Linked DNA regions of Mus musculus: regions 2, 3, 4, 5, 6 and 7 are each linked to region 1. The links are chromatin contacts, called in public Hi-C, HiChIP or PLAC-seq, Micro-C and promoter capture Hi-C maps. All regions are on one chromosome and are shown on one strand. Each heading gives the region's core, a stretch centred on a gene start, on an enhancer-like site or on the middle of the called end of the contact. The rest is flanking DNA. Distances are from core to core; before and after follow the strand shown. Region 1 holds the start of Ets2 (E26 avian leukemia oncogene 2, 3' domain). Region 2 holds the start of Get1 (guided entry of tail-anchored proteins factor 1). Region 3 overlaps Erg (ETS transcription factor). Region 4 has its middle 90 kb from the start of Gm31641. Region 5 holds the start of Brwd1 (bromodomain and WD repeat domain containing 1). Region 6 holds the start of Hmgn1 (high mobility group nucleosomal binding domain 1). Region 7 overlaps Erg (ETS transcription factor).

What was found. Promoter capture Hi-C pulls out the DNA fragments that hold promoters and counts their contacts. A called contact is a pair of places that touch in the nucleus more often than the background predicts. HiChIP or PLAC-seq counts read pairs in DNA pulled down with a chosen protein or histone mark. Capture Hi-C pulls out chosen DNA fragments and counts their contacts.
Region 2: a contact with region 1 is called in a promoter capture Hi-C map of adipose tissue. The contact joins the promoter of Get1 here to the promoter of Ets2 in region 1. A contact is called at or near these places in 1 of 39 promoter capture datasets (pre-B cells), 3 of 484 Hi-C or Micro-C datasets (CD4 T cells, CD8 T cells and embryonic stem cells), 2 of 115 datasets of contacts at active chromatin or transcription factors (extraembryonic endoderm stem cells and pancreatic cancer cells) and 1 of 9 other capture datasets (adipose tissue).
Region 3: a contact with region 1 is called in a Hi-C map of cortical neurons, with 1.8 times the contacts expected there. The contact joins the enhancer-like site here to the promoter of Ets2 in region 1. A contact is called at or near these places in 2 of 39 promoter capture datasets (cranial neural crest and pre-B cells), 2 of 484 Hi-C or Micro-C datasets (both in cortical neurons) and 1 of 115 datasets of contacts at active chromatin or transcription factors (bone marrow-derived macrophages).
Region 4: a contact with region 1 is called in a promoter capture Hi-C map of the C10 cell line, with 4 times the contacts expected there. The contact joins the enhancer-like site here to the promoter of Ets2 in region 1. A contact is called at or near these places in 7 of 39 promoter capture datasets (the 3T3-L1 cell line, the C10 cell line, cranial neural crest and 4 more), 5 of 484 Hi-C or Micro-C datasets (cerebellum, cerebral cortex, cortical neurons and 1 more) and 8 of 115 datasets of contacts at active chromatin or transcription factors (the NIH/3T3 cell line, bone marrow-derived macrophages, craniofacial prominence and 5 more).
Region 5: a Micro-C map of embryonic stem cells shows a contact between it and region 1, with 5 times the contacts expected there. The contact joins the promoter of Brwd1 here to the promoter of Ets2 in region 1. A contact is called at or near these places in 3 of 39 promoter capture datasets (cranial neural crest, maxillary cranial neural crest and pre-B cells), 10 of 484 Hi-C or Micro-C datasets (CD4 T cells, CD8 T cells, LSK cells and 4 more), 3 of 115 datasets of contacts at active chromatin or transcription factors (bone marrow-derived macrophages, extraembryonic endoderm stem cells and memory CD8 T cells) and 1 of 9 other capture datasets (adipose tissue).
Region 6: a contact with region 1 is called in an H3K27ac HiChIP or PLAC-seq map of microglia, with 6 times the contacts expected there. The contact joins the promoter of Hmgn1 here to the promoter of Ets2 in region 1. A contact is called at or near these places in 1 of 39 promoter capture datasets (pre-B cells), 2 of 484 Hi-C or Micro-C datasets (both in embryonic stem cells), 4 of 115 datasets of contacts at active chromatin or transcription factors (bone marrow-derived macrophages, extraembryonic endoderm stem cells, microglia and 1 more) and 1 of 9 other capture datasets (liver).
Region 7: a contact with region 1 is called in a Hi-C map of muscle stem cells, with 2.0 times the contacts expected there. The contact joins the enhancer-like site here to the promoter of Ets2 in region 1. A contact is called at or near these places in 2 of 39 promoter capture datasets (cranial neural crest and second pharyngeal arch cranial neural crest), 6 of 484 Hi-C or Micro-C datasets (cerebellum, cerebral cortex, cortical neurons and 3 more) and 8 of 115 datasets of contacts at active chromatin or transcription factors (the NIH/3T3 cell line, bone marrow-derived macrophages, craniofacial prominence and 5 more).

What each region holds. Positions count from the first base shown.
Region 1 is chr16:95,701,083-95,703,782 of GRCm38.p6, reverse strand. It overlaps Ets2 (E26 avian leukemia oncogene 2, 3' domain), which reads right to left and starts at 1,376. Exons shown (of 10, transcript NM_011809.3): 1 at 1,139-1,376.
Region 2 is chr16:96,143,965-96,146,664 of GRCm38.p6, reverse strand. Get1 (guided entry of tail-anchored proteins factor 1) reads right to left here and starts at 1,265. Exons shown (of 5, transcript NM_207301.3): 1 at 1,087-1,265. The coding sequence starts at 1,188.
Region 3 is chr16:95,397,828-95,400,527 of GRCm38.p6, reverse strand. All of the region lies in intron 3 of Erg (ETS transcription factor), which reads left to right. Among named protein-coding and RNA genes, the nearest start is that of Erg, 130 kb to the left of the region's middle. Within about 2 kb of position 1,332, at least 26 of the 459 cell types and tissues checked have an H3K27ac peak or open chromatin away from gene starts, as enhancers often do. A contact at or near this core is called in cortical neurons, where this site is marked.
Region 4 is chr16:95,348,664-95,351,363 of GRCm38.p6, reverse strand. No RefSeq gene overlaps it. Among named protein-coding and RNA genes, the nearest start is that of Gm31641, 90 kb to the right of the region's middle. Within about 2 kb of position 1,408, at least 32 of the 459 cell types and tissues checked have an H3K27ac peak or open chromatin away from gene starts, as enhancers often do.
Region 5 is chr16:96,081,004-96,083,703 of GRCm38.p6, reverse strand. Brwd1 (bromodomain and WD repeat domain containing 1) reads left to right here and starts at 1,276. Exons shown (of 42, transcript NM_145125.3): 1 at 1,276-1,450; 2 at 1,524-1,582; 3 at 1,697-1,726; 4 at 1,831-1,890. The coding sequence starts at 1,402.
Region 6 is chr16:96,126,344-96,129,043 of GRCm38.p6, reverse strand. Hmgn1 (high mobility group nucleosomal binding domain 1) reads left to right here and starts at 1,319. Exons shown (of 6, transcript NM_008251.3): 1 at 1,319-1,454; 2 at 1,583-1,612; 3 at 1,704-1,733; 4 at 1,841-1,891. The coding sequence starts at 1,440.
Region 7 is chr16:95,366,134-95,368,833 of GRCm38.p6, reverse strand. It overlaps Erg (ETS transcription factor), which reads left to right. Exons shown (of 11, transcript NM_133659.3): 10 at 135-182. Among named protein-coding and RNA genes, the nearest start is that of Gm31641, 110 kb to the right of the region's middle. Within about 2 kb of position 1,428, at least 2 of the 459 cell types and tissues checked have an H3K27ac peak or open chromatin away from gene starts, as enhancers often do. A contact at or near this core is called in muscle stem cells, where this site is marked.

The DNA.
Region 1 (2,700 bases), core at 127-2,626:
GGTGATGGGCTAAAAAAAAAAAAAAAAATAGTAACAAGAAATGGGAGAAAATGGCAGAAATGTAGTAACTGGGAATAGTTAGGTTTTTAAACAAGAATTTCATGGATAACTGTATCCTTAGTGGAACAGGTAATCACTTATATAAGAGAGCATGAGTTTGTATTTAGATAAATTTAGGTTAAAAAAATAAAATAAAAGGACAAAACCCTTTGAAGGTTGGTTTGCCTTTTGCTTAGCAATCAGTTTAGAGAAATGAATGACTAATTCCATATATGAGAGTTTGGCTATTTCCCTGTGGGATGCACGGTGTTCACATTAACTGCACTGCGAGATTACTCAGATTTTAATAAAAGCTTAACACTGAGATGTATCTCCGGATTGGCGGTGGTGTAGGCAGGCAGATACCGACAGGAGCTTCCACAGCGGGAGCAAGTCTCTCAACTGGCGAATTAAATGACTCCTCTCTCCAACCAGGACTGCTCACCGCTTTACTTTCTAAATAAGTAGCGAGTCAACTACTATTTTAGGCTCCCCTGAAATTGAGTGCAGGCTAGTACAAGTCTTATGAGATTAAATAGTAAATTAGAAAAAAAAAAAAGTCAAATACGCAAACGCTTCAGGTTACCCCTTCATTCATATGCTTTAAGGAGAAAATAAAAGCAGAGCAGCCACCAGCACCCCTACTTGGACCGTATCCCGTACTGGCTTCCCAGGGCCCAGGGGAGCCCAGACCTGGCCAAGCAGGTGACACGTTCCCGGGAGCCGCAACTTCCCAGGTGTTCCATGATCCGGACACCCCCACATCCTTCCAGGCCTAGCGCCTCCCCAACTCAAGTCACCCCGAACCTGGGGCTACCTCGGCCACCTCTCCAGGTGCCTCAAGCCCTCTCGAGAAACGCAGTCGCGCACCCCGGGCAGGAACCGCACGGGGCGACCACTGGCTTCCCCAAAACAAAAGCGGTCTGCCCGCGCCCTGCCCGATGCCTGGGTCCCCCTCCGAGGCCACTGGGTGCCTAGGAACCAGCCGGAGCGGCTCTGGGGCGCGCGATGGCCCGGCGGGATCAGGGGCCGCCCGCACTACACCCCACCCCGGGCGGAGTCTCTGCTGAGGACCATCGCGCACAGGGGCCGCTCTTACCGCGCCGCAGCAGGCAGGGCCAGCCGGAGGGCGGCGGGGAGAGGAGATCGCGGCGGTCCCGGCGCGCAAGGCCGGGCGAGACGAGGCCGTAGGGCCGATCCGGGCGCGCGGGGCCGGGGAAGGTGGCGGGGACTGACGGGCCTCAGTGGTGTCCACTCTGTGCTCAACGCCGCGGTGAAGGAAGTAACCAGCCCGATCTCCTAGCCGCGCGCTCTTCTGGAGCTGGGGGAGGGCCGGAGGGAACCGGGGGAGGGGACAGCAGGGGTGACGGAGAGAGCGCGGAGGAGGAGCGAGCGCGAGGCCGGCGTGGGAGGAGAGCGCGCTCTGGCAGCGGCGGATCCACGCTGCTCCCGGGCCCTTCTCTGCGACCCTGCAGCTCGCTGTCGCCTGCCTGCTGGCCCCTGCTCCTGGAGCCCGGTTCGGGCGTTATGCCCAGGAGGTCCAGCTAGAAAGGCAGGGCCGTATCCGCCCGCGTTAGGCTGTCTGCAGGTCCGAGCTGGGGGCCCTGTTGGCACTTGGGTTGGGTGGTTAGGCTTCTGCGGTGGAGCCTGCCCTGTGCTTGGAGCTACGTGTGGGTCCTGATTTCTGGTCCTTCGTCGTGAAAGACTCATACGTGGGGTTAGGGAGTCGCAAAGTGGGCGGGTGGCGGAGTCGCGAGTGGAAGAGCAGAACGTGGCGCAGCCGCTTGCCTCTGGAGAGGCCCCTCCTACTGCCTCGGTGCGGATGGCGCCCCCTAGGGCTGAGCCGAGTCTCAGCGCCGACTTGGCCGAGCACTTAGGCGCCATCTATTATTAGTCTTAGTAAATCCTTCAAGGCTACTACTGTGTTCTACTTAACATGGTCTACGAGGTCAACTACATGTCAAGTCCAGCGTGACTCTCCCAAACTCATGGTCAAAACACAAGCCAAAGAGTGGTTTCCTTTTTGGTCAGAAGGCGTTGAGTCCATGGTTGGAAACCTGTGGGATTCATCCGTAGGCACAGGTGTACGTTGAATATTATTTCGTTCCTTCTCAAGTTTAGGTTGTTACCAGAGATGGCATATGAAATTGCAAATGGCAAGCTCAGGCAAGGCCACGGGACTGACGATTGGTACATTACAAGGACAGCCTTGCCGGGAAGGGAGTGGAAGACCCCAGCTTCTCTGGTACCGCAGGGTTCCTGGTTTCCATGGCAACTCCCCATCTGAAATTATTGCCAATCAAGATACTATTACACCTGATACTTCTCTCCAGTGTATCACCTTTGCAGGAGTCAAGGCCTAATCCACTAAGCTAAAACAGCTAGGTCCAGAGGGAATTGATATTTCCTCATGGCTTCTCAGTGTGTATTCAGGTCCAGACCAGAGAACCCAGGTCAAGGAGGAACTCCATAAATAGAAGAAAGAGTCCCTGTCCCGTTACCATGGAGACACGGAACAGCATATGCTAACTTAAAAAAAAAAAAAACATAGCAGAAGGTACTGACTTGTCTGAAGGAGTGTGTCCGTTGGCCCTATCTCCCTGCAAGTATTTTCACGCCTTGACCACGTATCTGAGAAGCTTGGTACACACAGTGATCTCT
Region 2 (2,700 bases), core at 16-2,515, 440 kb before region 1:
TCTTTCAGAGGATCCAGGTTCAGTTCCCAGCATGCATGTGGCTGCTCACACCATCTATAAGTCAGTTCCAGAGAATGTGACTGCCTCTTCTGGCCTCCTCAGGCAACCTCGTTCACATGGTGCATATACATACACTCAGAACACACACACACACACACACACATAAAATCTTTAATGGCTACAGATTAAGAGGGTGGAGAGATAGCTCAGTGGTCAAGAGCACACTCACATAGTGGCTCACATGGAGTCCTTGACTCCAGTGTCAGGGAATCAATGCCCCTTCTGGACTCAAAAGCACTGCATACGTGTGATGCACTTACATACATGCAAGCGAAACTCTCACATAACAAATAGTTTTTTTTAAATGGTTTAAAGGCTACAGATAGCAGGACAGATGAAGAGAACTTTGCAGACAGGTCATTGAGTGTGGGGACATCCATCCCCAGTTAGTAGTCCCCAATCCCTCTTCCAGTACACAGAAAAGTCCTTCTAAACCTTTCTGCATCCAGTCCTTTGGAGAACTGTGTGCAGACTTCATTATACAGGCATGAGTAAAATATGGAAAGTATGTTGGGGCTGGAGATGGCTCAGTGGATAAGAGCACTGGATACTACTATAGAGGGCCTGGGTTCTGTTCCCAGGACCCACGTGGCAGATAACTAATGTCTGTAACTCCAATTCCAGAGCATCCAGCGCTCTCTTCTGGACTCTGCTGGCAATGAAAGCACACAGTGCACAGATACACACGCAGGAAAAACACCCCCCATACATAAACAGAAACCTGAATGTGCAAGAACGGTATGGCCTGTTTAGATTGCTCTGTAGTGTTCCTTGTTCCCACGGACAGAACAGAAGGGGGCTCCCTGTAGCCGGGGATCAGCCGCTCCGGAGCCAGGCACCTGTGAGGATGCTGGGCCGGGGCTGCTCCTCTGTCGCGAAGCGTGGCTTGGGACCTCCCACCCTCCAGAGCTGGTTGCAACCTCGCGATCTGTGAGAAGCTCGGAGGCACCTGGAGGAAGAGAGCTTGCAGCATGGACCGCGCAAGGCCCCGCGCTCGGCCGCTCCCCGCCCCCGGCAGCTACTTACAAACGAGGACAGGGACGGCAGGAGGATGCGCAGCAAGTTACACCCGAACACGAAGCTCAACACCAGCAGCCACGCCCAGCGGTCCGTCTCGGACGCGCTCATGCTGGATCCCAGGCACCTGCACCGCTACGACAGCGCCATGGTGACCGCGCCTCCGCGCTCGCCTACGCCTGCGCACTGCAGCCCTGCTCCGCTACGGCAGCGCCTGGGAGCAGCGTCGTCAACTGCGCCTGCGCACTGCAGTCCTGTTCCGCTATGGCAGCACCAGGGAGACGGCGTCGTCAACTGCGCCTGCGCCGGCGCGCCACGGCTAGGGCTACACGTCGGGCCGCGGTGCACGCACGCTACACCTCCTCTAGGGGGCAGCATGGGATGTTACTTAGCAGCCATTTTCGCCTTTCGCCTTCCCGGCTTCCGTAGCCGGGTGATAGCCCACTTCGGGAGGCTAAACAGGTTTTGGCAAACTGTGATTGCTTGTAGTAACCGAAAACTATTTACGTTCTTACTGAGTTAACTAACGCACTTTTATTCTTTTTTATGTATATGAATTTTTTTTAAAGATTTATTTATTTATTGTAAGTACACTGTAGCTGTCCTCAGACACTCCAGAAGAGGGAGTCAGATCTCATTACTGATGGTTGTGAGCCACCATGTGGTTGCTGGGATTTGAACTCCTGACCTTCGGAAGAGCAGTCGGGTGCTCTTACCCACTGAGCCATCTCACCAGCCCTCTCACTTTTATTCTTAAATAAATTTATTTTAGGATAAGCCTCTGCATGAATAGAAAGTTACTTTATCATAGATGGTAACTGAAACTGTTTCCTAAACCGTTGTCGCATGTAAAATGGTTCGACTACATTTTAAAACTAAGCACTAATAAACACGAACAATGTAGAAAATCGTCACCCTAAAAGATAAGTTTATTCATCAAAAGACATCACATAGTGACTGGTAGAGACTTGCCAAGCATGTGGGAAGTCTTAGGTACCAGCCATGCTCAGCACGCACAAAGAAAAAGTTTACAGTGAGCTTTTAATAAAATTATCTAAATTTAGGCAATGATGAGTATTCATAACAAAAGAACCGCGGCTCACTTGTATATGGGGAATAAAGTGGAAGATAGTTGGCTGTCTTTTCTGCCACGTTAGTCAGAGAACGGGTTACTTCTAGAAACACTGCCTGTGTTTCTACCAGCAGCGGTGGGATGAATTATCTCAACGAAAGGGCACGCTGACTAGGAGACTGCCACTCCATAACCTTCCCTTCCAACTGGACTGTAGACAGACTGCCAGGTGCTCTCTCTCCACGCTGAGGTTTTAGATAGATTAAGGAAGAGCAGCCTCGTGAGAAATTATGGCAGTGTGTCTAAGTCTCCCTCCCCACAAACCCACCTTGACACATACACACACACACACACACACACACACACACACACACACACACACCTGCTTGCTCTTCAATCCCAAATCTCTGCTTTTTAGAATGAAAAGGAAATTATCAACCAAGGTCCCCACTGTACAGGAGGACCACTCTGTTCTTGGTGAGGCGAGATACTAAAAAAATTTCTGGTGAATAGCCTATAACATACATGCAGCTGGGGTGGTGTGATGGTTT
Region 3 (2,700 bases), core at 83-2,582, 300 kb after region 1:
ATGTACATAATATCACACAAATAGAAATACAGAAACACAACACATAAACCACACACACTGCATATACATACACAGAAATACACACATACACACACACAGAGGAATATACACAGACATCCATACTACATAAACAGGGAGACACAGGAAGACACACAAACATACATACGACATACATAAACACACAGAGACACATGTACAACATACATAACACACAGAGGCATATACACATACTCAAGGAATACATACACACGCATACATACCATACATAACACACACAGAGACATACACATGTATACAGGGAATACACACAAACACACAGACACATGCACACTATAAATAATACATATACATACACAAGAATAAACACAGACACACTCATGCGCAGACACACTCACACAGACACACACATTCACACGCACAGACACACACAGATATACATACCTACCTACCTACATACATACATATATACAGACACACAATGCAGACATACACACAGACACATAGATGCACACAGACACACACAGAAATACACACAGATACATACAGAGAGATGCACACATAGATGCACACATGTATGCATGCACATATGCAAACACATGCAAACACGCAGACATACACACAGACACACACAAATGTATAGACACACATGCACATGCACACACACAGACATACAGAGATACACACAAATGTACAGTCATGTGTGTACACACAAAGACATATACACATACAGACACACACAAATACACACATGTGTACACACATACATACACACATATGTACATACACACAAATATACATACCCAAAAATGGACATACACATATGTGTACGCATGCGCGCACTTATACACACACACACACACACACACACAGAACCCCAGAATGATTTCAGTGATTACTTTCTTTCGGAAAAATGTATTTCAAACAAAGCTAAAGAAACTCAAAATGGAGATGCTGTGTGTGAACTTCGTTGTGGAACTTTAGAAGTTGCATTCTGTAGAATATTCTAGTCCCCAGTGAGAATCCCTCCACAGAGTTTGGATTTCCCTCTAGTTTCCAAGACCCAAATGGGCACAGTCTTGCTGATAACCATTTTCAGCTATAAATAGAGGCATGTATTTAAATAATTAAACTCATCGGGAAATGTCAAGTCCCTTTTGGGAGACAAAGAATGAACTGTTGTTGAGTTAGCGATTAATTAATTTTGCCTTCAGCTGCTTGAGAAAGGGCTAGGAATAGGGTTGTTCAGAAGAGGCAGAGATCCCAGGTGTAAGAGAATATTTAGCCAGAGTAAAAATAACACGCAGCTGAGAAGACAGACATGTATAGTTCAGGCTGAGCCCGGAGTCGCACATGAATCACGCCGAGCCCCACCCGCTGCTCCGCCGTGGGCTCTGAAGCAGCTTTTCCACTGCATCTGATTCAGAAATAAAACAGGCCCACAAATTACACCAGAGCTGGCCAGACAATCCACTCCTTGTCTGAAGCCCTAAAAATACCTTTTGTGGGGACTTGCTTTCATTCACACTGTGAAACCTGGGTAGGGTGGTTTGGTTGATTAACAGCACTAGGCAGGGGCTTTGGGGGAGGTTAGACTGGATTACACTACAGTGAGATCGGACCTGAGACTCATCCCAGTTACACTCCAGTGGGACCCAGGCCTGAGACTCATCCCAGTTACACTCCACTGGGATCCGGTCCTGAGATGCATCCTCACTCAGCCTGTCCTGTTTGGAGTAGGGGTGAGAGTGGTGGGCCAGTCATGACAGTGACCCTTGTTACCTCTTAGGAAAAATCTGAAAATCGAGCTTTTCTGTACCTCCATGAAACTTTATTAAAGTGTGTGGGTTCTGAAGATTGAACCTGGGTCCTTGCAAGCACTTTACCAACTGAACCATCTCCTCAGCCCATCAGCACCATGTTCTTCCTATGGTATCATAACCTAACAGTTGCAGATGGCGTTTAGAGACTGTGACATCTAATAGCTAGTTATAAGCAGGAAGTTGTGTGATGGAAAACAGAAGAGCTACTGAGGTGCAGTGAAGAACCAGGTGTCAGCAACACAAGCATACGTATGTACACACACATGAATACACATGTGCACACATGTATATATGCATATACACACATACATGCACACCCATACATATATGCATACACATACACACGCACACATACATACATATGTACACATGTACATATGTTACACATGTACACATACACATGTACATACATGTACAGGTGTATAAACATGTACACACACACATATATATATATATTCATGTGTACACATATGCACATGCACACATAACAATACACATGTACATATATATACCTATATGCATGCATATACACGTATATACCTGTTCATGCTGCTGTGTTAATTTTTTACAGTGTTTGTCAGTTTTTGCATTTACTTTATATGTTTCATCTAAGGGAATCATCACCAAAGCATCAAGGTGATATTCAGTCCTTTTTAGAAATGGTTACTCAGTCAAAGTCAACCACGGATGGTCACCACTGGTTTTCTAGTTCTCAGACGAGGGCTTCCTAACTTTCCACAGTTGTAAGGGAAGCATCCTGGGGTTCACCTGGAGAGATTTATCAGAAATTGATACAGTCAGTCATTCACCAGTTTCAAAGACACTGAGAAAATACAATTCTAGAGACGGAGAACTGGAAGTGAGTTTGGCAGGTTACAGC
Region 4 (2,700 bases), core at 159-2,658, 350 kb after region 1:
ACACCATTGCATACACTAGCAAGCATATGCTGAAAGGACCCTGATATAGCTGTCTCTTGTGAGACTATACAGGGGCCTAGCAAACACAGAAGTGGATGCTCACAGTCAGCTATTGGATGGATCACAGGGCCCCCAATGGAGGAGCTAGAGAATGTATCCAAGGAGCTAAAGGGAACTGCAACCCTATAGGTGCAACAACATTATGAACTAACCAGTACCCCGGAGCTCTTGACTCTAGCTGCATATGTATCAAAAGATGGCCTAGTCGGCCATCAGTGGAAAGAGATGCCCATTGGACATGCAAACTTTATATGCCCCAGTACAGGGGAATGCCAGGGCCAAAAAGTGGGAGCGGGTTGGTAGGGGCATGGGGGGGAGGGTATGGGGAACTTTTGGGATAGCATTGGAAATGTAATTGAGGAAAATACCTAATAAAAATATTTTTAAAAAAAGTCAGGATTTACATGAGTCGTCTTCCTGTGTTTTAAATGTGCTATGCAAAAGGGATTAGTCAACATCTCTGCAAAGAAGCAAGCCCTGAGCAGCACTGGCCAATGGCACGGTGGGGGGGGGGGGGCACAGCACTCTGTGGACTTCTGAATGGGAGGCTGCACTTGCTCTTAGGAGCAGGCCTGGAGCTCACTCTCAGCCATGGGTTTCTGTGTTCCTAAGGGGTTTTGCTTCCTTTGCCACATGCCCTCTGCTGGTCATTGCTGGCCATTGCTGGTCATGGCTGGTCATGGCTGGTGAGGGGTTAAGAATCTAGCTTCTTTCCCGTGGGTCCCTGTGGGTGGGGGGGGGAAATATATATATATTACCTTTAAGAGATGAAACTTAAAGGTCTGGAGAGGGTCAGAGAGGAGGAGAAATGCACAACGCTGTTTTCTCTCATGTGCAGAATCTACATCTAAAACTGCATTAAATGAGCCTGAGAAGAAAGCAGAAGACAGACTGTTTGAAGGGAGGAGGGAACCACTGAGGAGGGAGGACCATGAGGGAGGAAGGTCGGGATGGATGTGAGCAATGTGTAAGGACACACGTGAGCAAAGTAGTGTCATGCATGTGAGCAAAGTACAGTGTCACACACATAAGCAAAGCACAGTGACAAAGCGCAGTGACACACATGTGAGCAAAGTGCAGTGACACACATGTGAGCAAAGTGCAGTGACACACACATATGAGCAAAGCGCAGTGACACACATGTATGAAAACAGTTTAAAAACCTTGTGTTTTGTTTGGTAATTCTAAAGAGAAAGAAAGCAGGATCATGGAGGCCCAGCTCTGCAGCAGTTGCACACTTGGTGCTGAGTTGCACACTTTGTACTGGGAGCTTGGGTCCCTCTGTGCCCCCATGACATCCAAGGCTGGACTGAACACAGATGCCTGGGCCTCCACGATGTCTTCATCCTCTTTCCTCACCTCTCGCCTCCGTTTCCTCCCTGTGGGCGTCAGTCCTGGGCTCATTTGATGTAACAGCAGGGTCGTTGTTGAAACCAAATGTGCACAGCATTTCCCAACCTCCCTGGTGGACATTTGAGGCCCAGTGCTCTTTGTTGGGAAGGGATACAGGCCTGTCTGATGCTCAGACACTCCTGGTATCTACCTCATCTGTGCAGTACACACTCCTCGTGCTCCGCCGTGTGTCTCTATGCATGGTTCACTCTGCACAAAAGCATTCTCCTCCCAAGATGAGGGGACTTCTGGTAAGCAGAGCAACAACTTCATGGCTGTTTCAGAAGCAAACACTTGAGTAACTGGGGGAGTCCTGTGCCCTGTTCCCTGTGGTTGGAGATAAAGTGCCACTTGAAAACAAGTTCCTGGGGCTGGAGATCAAAAGCACTCTCTTGCCCTGGCACCCGGAGAGTAACCCTCGGAGCAGATGGGGGATCTGATCTTGGGTCTTGGTGGCCATGTTACGTGGACTCTGTGGCTATGGTGGCAGTCAGACCTTGTAAAGAGCCCTATCCCAGGCCCTTGTTGTTTTCATACACAGGGACTGTCACAGGTTCACTTGGAGGCAGTTCTGTTGTCCCTTCCCACCAGGGAGCTGCCAGGGACTTTTGATTCTGGAAACTTCCTATCACACTGAGTATAAACTCACTCTGTTACAAGGCCTCTGTGGCCCCGGGGTTCCCTGTCTCCACAGTCCTCCATGTTCCAGTCCTTCCTTCCATTCCTCACACCCAAGGTCTGCGACATCTTAGGGTCTTTACCCAGCCATCCATCTTTGCTGCATGGGTGCTCTTCCTGCAGGTGAGAGCAGGTGTGTACAACCTGGAGGCCCCAGGAAGGCTTCCCTGACCTCACCTCATTAACCTTGCTAGCTGGAGGGACGCCCGTGGCCAGATCTGTTTCCTTCATTGCTTGTGTTTGCATTCATTCACACTCTTATGGCTATCGTGACTTAATTGAGCAGGAGACTTCTGGCACTCAGTGAACATCCGTTGAATCCTGACGTTGTTCCTTGAGCAGGCCGTGGAAATCCAGGGCTGGATGGTGGGCATCGGTGCTTCCTGCTCTCAGTGTCTGTCTTCAGTCTTTCCCCACCCCTCAGCTCCATTTCCTCTCTGTGAACTTCCATCTTGGGCGGGGCTTATTTTGTAATGTCAAGATTGTTACCCAAACTCTCAGTTTGAGTGGCTTTTCTCAACCTCGCTTGATTAACACGCTCAGCTGAAAGTCACTCTTTCACTGGGGTGG
Region 5 (2,700 bases), core at 27-2,526, 380 kb before region 1:
TCAGAGGCTGGAAATGCGTATTAGTTCATAAAATCCTTGAGCTCTGGAAGGAGCCGCACTGTTGGCTACAATTTACAGATAAGGCCAATTGAGACAGAGGTTAAGTGATTTGCCTAGGATCATACACCTGATAGTTGGAGCCAGTCTAAGGTTCACTGCCCGGGCACGACTGGGACACCTCGTTCTGCCTCCGCACGCAGGCACTAGAATGACTAGCTGGTACAACGCCTTGGTCACAAGACAGGACTCCTACAAATGACCTTGCTCGGTCAGCCCTTCGCAGGGGCGCAGGGGTTAAGAAAAGAATGCGGAGCCACCCTAGCACTATGTCCTAAGCCTAAGGAAAAGAAACAGCCGAACCACCCTAGACTCTTTATAGACACAAACAATTCCCTTGCCGCACCCTAGCCCGCGACAGGAGCTCGCTTTCCCGTTGGAAGACGACTGTCTTTTGGTGTTTGGGAATAAAGAGCCGAGGTCGTTTGAGGTCAGGCCTCTTTTTCTGACTCTCTGCTGCCCGATAAATCTAACAATGGCCATGTTTAGTTCTGTTCTGCACTCTACGTCAGAGCTTGTCAGCGCACACTGGACGTGGTGAAACAGATCCGGTTGGGTCAGGAGCCTAGAGCGGTAATTAGGGGGATTTTTCTGTAACTCTTCCACCCCTCCAACAAAACGACTGACACTTGTGGCCGCAGCCCGTTTCCCACGGGCCCTCTGAGTTCCCGTCAAGTCATCGCGGACTCCCAGATTCCGTCACCCGTACCGGGCATCTTTAACCCATCGCGGGGCGCGGGACGCGGGGCGGCGGGAGGTCGGGAGGGCAGCGGGTAAGGTGGTGTCGCAGCCTCCGCTCTGGGTTCAGCCACCCTCCTGCAGAGCTCCTCCCCAGCCTCAGGGTCTTCAGGCCCAGCCCAGGTGACCGTCCTCCCAGGCTCCGCCCTGCCCTGCCCCGCCCCGCCCCCTCCACTCCAGCTCGCCGTACCGCCTCCGCCGCCGCACAAAGGCCGGCGGCCGCCTCACCGCGCGCAGGAATCCGGCCACGCGCGCCCCAGCCCCCCCACCCCCCGCCCCGCGGACGCAGCCCCGGCTGGCTCGCCGCCCCCTTTTGCGCTTCACGCCCCCGACGCACAGGACGCCGAGGCGAGGCCCGCCTCCCAGCCAAGGAGCCACATCCGCGTCGTGCCACGCCGCCGGCTCCCCGCGGGGGGACTACTTCGCTCCCCGCCCCTCGGTCCCGCGCGACTTCCTGCCGCGGACGCGTCGGTGCGCGGCGCGCACGGCATGGCGGCGGCGGCGCGCGCCTGAGGAGCTGGGGGTACGCCGGCCCGGTCAGGCCTCGGCGCGGCCTACGCGCTCCACTTGTTCGCTGGTCCGCTCGCTCCCGCCCGGCGCCCCGCCATGGCGGAGCCTTCGCCGGCCCGACGTCCGGTGCCTCTCATCGAGTCGGGTAAGACACGGCCGCGCGTCCCCTGCCCGGTGTCGCGCAGCCGCCGCTGACCGTCCCTGTCTTCTCCCCGCAGAGCTGTACTTTCTCATCGCCCGCTACCTCTCAGCTGGCCCGTGTCGCCGAGCGGCGCAGGTGAGTGCCGGCTGGGCGAGCGGGCGGGCGGGCGAGCGAGCGAACCGGGGGCGAACGAACCGGGGGTGAGCGGGGCAGCTGACGGGGTCTGACCGCGCGTCTTCTCTGCCGCAGGTGCTGGTGCAGGAGCTGGAGCAGTACCAGGTCGGTCCGCCGCCCCCGCGTCCCCGTCCCCGCCCCCGCGTCCCGGTCCCGCCCGGCCTCCCGGCCGCGGTGGTCACCCGGACGCCTTTCGTGTCTCATTCCAGCTGTTGCCGAAGAGGTTGGACTGGGAGGGCAACGAGCACAACAGGAGCTACGAGGAATTGGTGAGCAGCTCCCGCGTCCTCCGCGCGCCCGCGCCCCCCAGCCGGGTCTCTGCTCCCCTGCGGGCGCCGCGGGGCCGCGCCCGGGGGTGGTCTCTGGTGGTCCGGCGTCCCGGGGCGACGGGCCCGACCCCCGAGGGCTCGCGGTGGCGGGGTGGGGGGCGGGATTTGGCAGAAAATGGTTTTGGGGGCGGTGCCGGGCGCAGGCGGGGGCGCCCCTGGCTCGCGGCCGGGCTGGGGCTCCAGGTGCGGCCGCCAGCCACTGAGAGGGGCGCTCTCATCTCTCTCCCTTCCCGATTTGTAACTCGAGCTCTCATTGGTCTCTCCTTTCTCTGCCCCGCCCAGACTTTCAGACCTCTTGTTCCCCAGGAATAGAGAGAGAGTCCTTAGTCTCCCAAGGTGGAGAAATGGCCCCTTCCTGTACTGTACTCCCTTCCTCTGTAGGATCGCACAGAGTTCTCCGTGGTGAATATGTCAGTGCGGCACCCCTGCTTCCCCGACCCGTGCACTGTGTGTTGACTGCCTTTAGAAAGTTGGCTCACACTTGATCTTGCTGTATGTAGCGGTTCAGGCTTTAAGTTGACATCCGTCAGTCGGTGTATTTATTTTTTGAGACAGGGTGTCATTACGTACCACTGTCTTGCCTTGAACTCGGGTAGGCCAGGCTGGCCTTGAATTCATTTCCTGCTTCTGAGAGCTCGGACTAAGCTCTCAGAAGCAGTTGTGTGTGCCTGTCTTAACATTTCCGAGGAGTGGTAACTTGCGGATTACATTTATTTTCCTTTGCCTTATTTTCCCTACTTGCTTAGAGGT
Region 6 (2,700 bases), core at 70-2,569, 430 kb before region 1:
CTTAAACCCTGAATACCTGAGAATAGCCGCTGGAATAGACTTTGTCATTTGAGACATTTTCTCTATGTGGCCCTGGCTATCCTGGGAAAGAAAGACTTCCAATTGGCTATAAACTGTGTCTGAGTGGTCATCTCTGGTGGGCTTCCCGGAAGGGCAAACTTTATTTTTAAGAGGGTAAAATCAGGAGATTAAAACACCAAAGGACAGGAAGTGCATTTGGTTTTAACTCCAGTGGTGTCAATGTCTTTCCCCCACTAGTTGGGGTAGGACCTCACAGTCTTAATTCAGTCTGGCATGCATGAAAAGATGGGACCACAGATGAAGGGAACGGGGTCGCGGCTCAAACGACAAAGAGTCACTGCTGCAAGCCATCTAATCCCAGGAACACAGCAGTGGGCCTTTGGGGAAACAAGGGTTTACTGGGTAGGGGGATTAAAACGTTTGTGTAAAAATCTTAAACGGTGCAAGAGATAAAGATTCGAATTCCCTGTCCTAAATACAAGTTTTATGGTAGGCAAAGACATATATGATAATTCTTACAATTGAGCAGCAGTAATACGGCTGCGGGTGGGACTCTTGTACCCAGCCCGCTATCTGCATTCTTGAGGTATACTCAATATTAACTGCCTTCCATAAACAAAAGGTGCAATCTGGAAGTCGGAGCTAGACCCGACGCCGCTGCGCGAAGGACTGGGTCTGTAAAGGGCCGATGTGATTCCTGCACACAGTTGAACACAGGACGGAGGGGTCCATGCAGTGGGGAGGGCAAGAGCCCGAGACAGCTGCAAGACCTAAAACAGACATAGTTACCTAAAAATAGGCTAGTAAAGGCGCGTAGGACAGCCTGAGTCTGCGCGACCGGCCCGCGCGCGCCTGCGCACTGCTGGCTGCGCCTGTGCCCTCCCGGGCGAATGGCAAATCACGCCTAGGCACTGCTGAACCCGAGGGGTCCGCGGGTGGACTCCGCGGGCGGGCGCCTGGGGTCCGGAGCATTGTGGGAAAGCGATGCTGAGGCCACGTGACACGCCCCCACTTATCAGCGCGCAGGCCGCACTTTTGCTGTCGGCTTCAAACAAACTACCTAGCGGGGTCGGGCGACTCCGGCCCGCCCCTCGGCCGGGGTCGCGCCCGCAGGGGTGGGGGGCCAGGGGGCGGGGCGATGCGGCGGAGTGACAGCTCGCCGTGCCTATTCGGGAGCAAGGGCTGGGGCGCTGGCGCGCGCGGTGGGCCTAGACAGCCAATGGAGGCTGGGGGCGGCCCGGCTGGCGGGGAGGCGCGGGGGGAGAGGGGGCGGGCTCCAATCCGGTTCCATCCGGTTCTCCCACCGCCCCCGCGACGGGTCGCAGCAGTTCGTGTGGTGGTGGCGGCGGCGGCTTGGCAGTGCGGCTCCTCGGTGACAGATCCGACGACGCACGCGTCTCCCACCCCGCGCCGCCACGATGCCCAAGAGGAAGGTGAGTGCGGCGGGGCCGCGGCGCCCGCAGGGTTCGGGTCTGAGGGGCTCTGGAATCTTCGCGGGGTGCGGGCGGCTGGGCGTGACGTCACGCGGCCGCATTGTTCTCCGCTGTGCTTTCTCCTGCAGGTTAGCGCGGATGGAGCCGCCAAGGCGGAGGTGAGTGCGGGCCTCGGGTGGGCCGGGCGGATCGGGGCGGGCGGTGGGGTGCCGCTCACATGCGCTGCTCACCCCGTCTTTCTCTCCGCAGCCCAAGCGCCGCTCCGCGAGGCTGTCGGCCGTAAGTACCGCGCTCGGTCCGGGCCGGGACGGGAGCGAGCGGGCCGGGCCCAGCTCGCCCGCTCAGCGCCTCACACCCCCTTCTTTTATTAATTTATCTCTTGCCAGAAGCCCGCCCCTGCCAAGGTGGACGCGAAGCCGAAAAAGGCCGCGGGAAAGGTAGGTTTCGAAAAGGTGTCCAGGCAGGCCGCTTAGTTGAGGTTGTTCTAAGTGTTGGGGAGGTTTCTGGAAGGTGGGTGGGGGCGGCATGTAGTCCGTTCGCTCATCCGCAGCGACATGGCCTTTGCAGACGACCTGAGTTCAGTTCCCAGCACCCACAGGACAGCTCAGAAACATCCGTCCCTCCAGTTCCCAGAGGATCCGTGCCCTTTTCTGATTCCCAGCAGCAGGTACACGGTGCACATACGTACATGCAAAACACAAAAACTCAAGAGCCTGTATGAGCCGAAGATGACTCACTGGTTAAGAATGCACAATGCTCTTACAGAGGGACCTGAGTCTCTTGAGTGACAGCTCCAAGGGATAAGAGGATCTGATAACCTCTTCTGGCTTCTGCAGACACAGCCCGAGCATGCACAGACGCATAAGTATGCACGTTGTTTAAAAGTAAAGTTTCCCCGCCCAGGACGTTTTATGGAGCAGAGTAAAAATGGAGGAACTGTTTTCCCCATAGTTAGTTGGCGTTTTACCTTAAATGTTTGTGTGTATTTTGCCTGTGTGTGTGGGTAGGTGCATTTTGGAGGCCAAAAGAGGACTTAGAGTTAATAGTTTGGAGCTGCCAAGTGAGTGCTGGGAATTGAACCTGGATCCTCTGGGAGAGCAGCTGAGTACTTAACTTAGCCAGGGAACCGTCTATCTCTCAAGTCATAGTTTGTGATCTTTTCAAATACAGCTTCAAGGAATGGTGGTAATGTGGACTAGACTTTCTTGGGCTAGAGCAGGGCAGCAATCCTGACATGAAGACTGCC
Region 7 (2,700 bases), core at 179-2,678, 340 kb after region 1:
GAAACTCTCCTGAGGTCCTGTGTGATATCTTACCTCATGCGGGAGGTAAAGGCAGGAATTTGGGGGTTAAGAGCATTTTTACCTCTGTGCACATAGTTCTGTCTGGCAACCTGACTCATCTTTTTCTACCCTAGATCCTTACCAGATCCTGGGACCGACCAGTAGCCGCCTTGCTAATCCAGGTGAGTTTTGTGGTCTGCTGCTCGACAGTTACTTTTGAATCTGGGACAGTTTCAGAAACTTGTACTGGTGAGAAACCTCTCCAACTGAGAAACTTGGCTTTCAGCTCTCATCTCACCAGACTGTTTTATTTGCCTTCATAGAAAGAATGGATCAGGTTATAGGTTAAGATTTGAGTTTAACCTAATTGAATTTATAGTGTTTCTCTAGGGTCGGTGCAACAAAGTAACAGCCTGCGCTTGGCTTAGTAACTTAGTAACTCTGTGTATTGGCTAGCTCTGGAGGCTGGAAATCTGAGGCCAGCAGGAGGAGGCTTCTGAGTTGTGGGAAAGGATCTGCTCACGCCTTTCTCCCTGGCTTCTGGATGGGCAAAAGCCGGTGCTTCCTTTATTGTCTTTACTCTTTGTGCTGCTATGTCCAGACGTGTGTGTGTCTCTGTGTCTGTGTGTGTTTGCTCATGTAACCCACAGTCCATCTACAATACCACACTATGTATCCCTTTTGTTTATAAAGACAGGCTCTCTAGTGCCTGGAATTCTGTAGTCTGAGCCACCTGTCCAGTGAGCCCGGGGGACCCACTTGTCTCTGCCTCATGACATGCTGGTGCTTGGCTTTTTAAAATCTAGGTTTTGAAGATCAGATTCAGACATCTCAGACTTTTCCAGTCAACTGGAATATGGGCCTCTTTGATGGAACTAGTCTGTTTTGGTCACCTCTGAAATACTTGTCTCTAAAACAAGGATTCCTAGGAGCTACTGGAGATTCAGCTTTCAATGTATGAATTTTAGGGGACAGGACCCAACCTACTACCAAGGAGATTCAATAACTGGTGTTTTAAAGAGATAATCTAATGACCATCAGAGTCCAGTTGTGGTCTCCAGGAGGATGTCTCTGAGTCAGATGCAGGGAGAAAACAGGCTCTTCGTACATACCTGACCGAGACTCTTCACCTGTCCTCACAAGGCGGTGGGTGCCAGCTAGCTTGCTCTGTGTGTTAGTTTTCAGATCAGAACCAGCTGTGCTACACTGGCAGGAATCCCAGGGTGCCGTGGCATCTGCTTCATATTCTCAGCTGTAAATTTGATGCCAAGATGTCACGGCCACGCCGTAAGAACAGGCTGGAATTTCTGTCTCACAAACCCCAAGCCAAACAGGGCTTGGAAGACAGAAAACTTCAGATGCTCTCATCGTGTGCGTCCCCACGAGAGAATCCACACTCGGAGAATGTGAAATACCGTCATTGTTGAGCAACCGAGCCTGCCATGAAATTGTGATTATTGCTGATTAATTCAGTAAACATGTTCTGAGCAGCCCGGTAAATGAGGAGGCTGTTTTCCTACATCGCTTTAGCCCAGTGCACATGCTGGGTACCAGCACCTTGTTGGCTTGTCAGTTCATCCCTGGGGTGACATGATACAGTTCACCCAGGCACTTGTCACCTAGTGGAGAGAAGGGCACAGCACACACAATACTCCACAGCCCGTGGAATCACTCAGTGGCCAGGACTTCCAAGCAGCCCCGCTGGTGCTTCTCTCAGTCGCCCATTGGTAACTGAGGTTGCTGTTCTGATGCCCATTGTGGCTCTGAGGCTCTGGAGACCGTCCCATGCACAGAGTGCTCACTGTGTGCTTTTAAGGACCAAGTTTGAATCCCCAACACTGCATCAAAGATAAGTAGAATGAATGTGTGTTTCAAGTCCTCCTGGTGCAGGAAGGGATGCAGAGATGGGAGAATCCCCAGGAGCTCACTAGGACAGCTTGGCATAAGTAGCTGTGAGGAACAGATGCCTCAGACAAAGTGCAAGGCAAGATGGACGCCCGATATCATTTCTCTCATTTCCACAGGTGTGTCTGCACATGTGCACATGTGAGTGCACGCACATGCACACACATGAAGATTTTGCATGGCTGCTTTTGCGTGGTGATAACTAGGCTTTGGAAAAGCTGGTCTGGCAGTAACATTCAGGTTCAATTATAAAGACGCACTTGAAGGCTCCAGGCTCTGGGAAGACCAGCCTAGGCTGTGAAATAGCAAGGTGGAAGCCTCCACTCCATGCAGCACCACTCAGAGAGCATGTTTATGCCTGAGGTTCCGCCAGGTTTTGCATGGCCCAGAACATTGTTATTTCCGTCCTCTAGAAGAGGAGTCAGGGGCCCTGAGGGGTCAAGGAGCTTTCCCTGGGTCACACTCCAACAGAAAGGAGCCTCAGTCTGGGACCTGTGTTCTCAGAAGTCTGACTTTGTTTCTTTTTTCTACACTTCTGGAAGATGAGCTTGACCAGGAGGAGGGAAGCTTTGAGAAACATGAGCCGTGGGTACTTTTACTTAGTTGTACAGCTGTTGAGGCTGGAGGGATGAGCCTGAGGAAGAGGAGGGGGAAAGAGGACAAGGCTTAAGAGCAAGAAGAGGTAGAGAAAGAAGGAAGAAAATCAGCAAGCTGCTTTAGGCAAACTAGAACTCACTGAGAGAATGAAAGGGGCTGGCTCTACATTTCATGGATCGATGAGCAATTCACTAATTG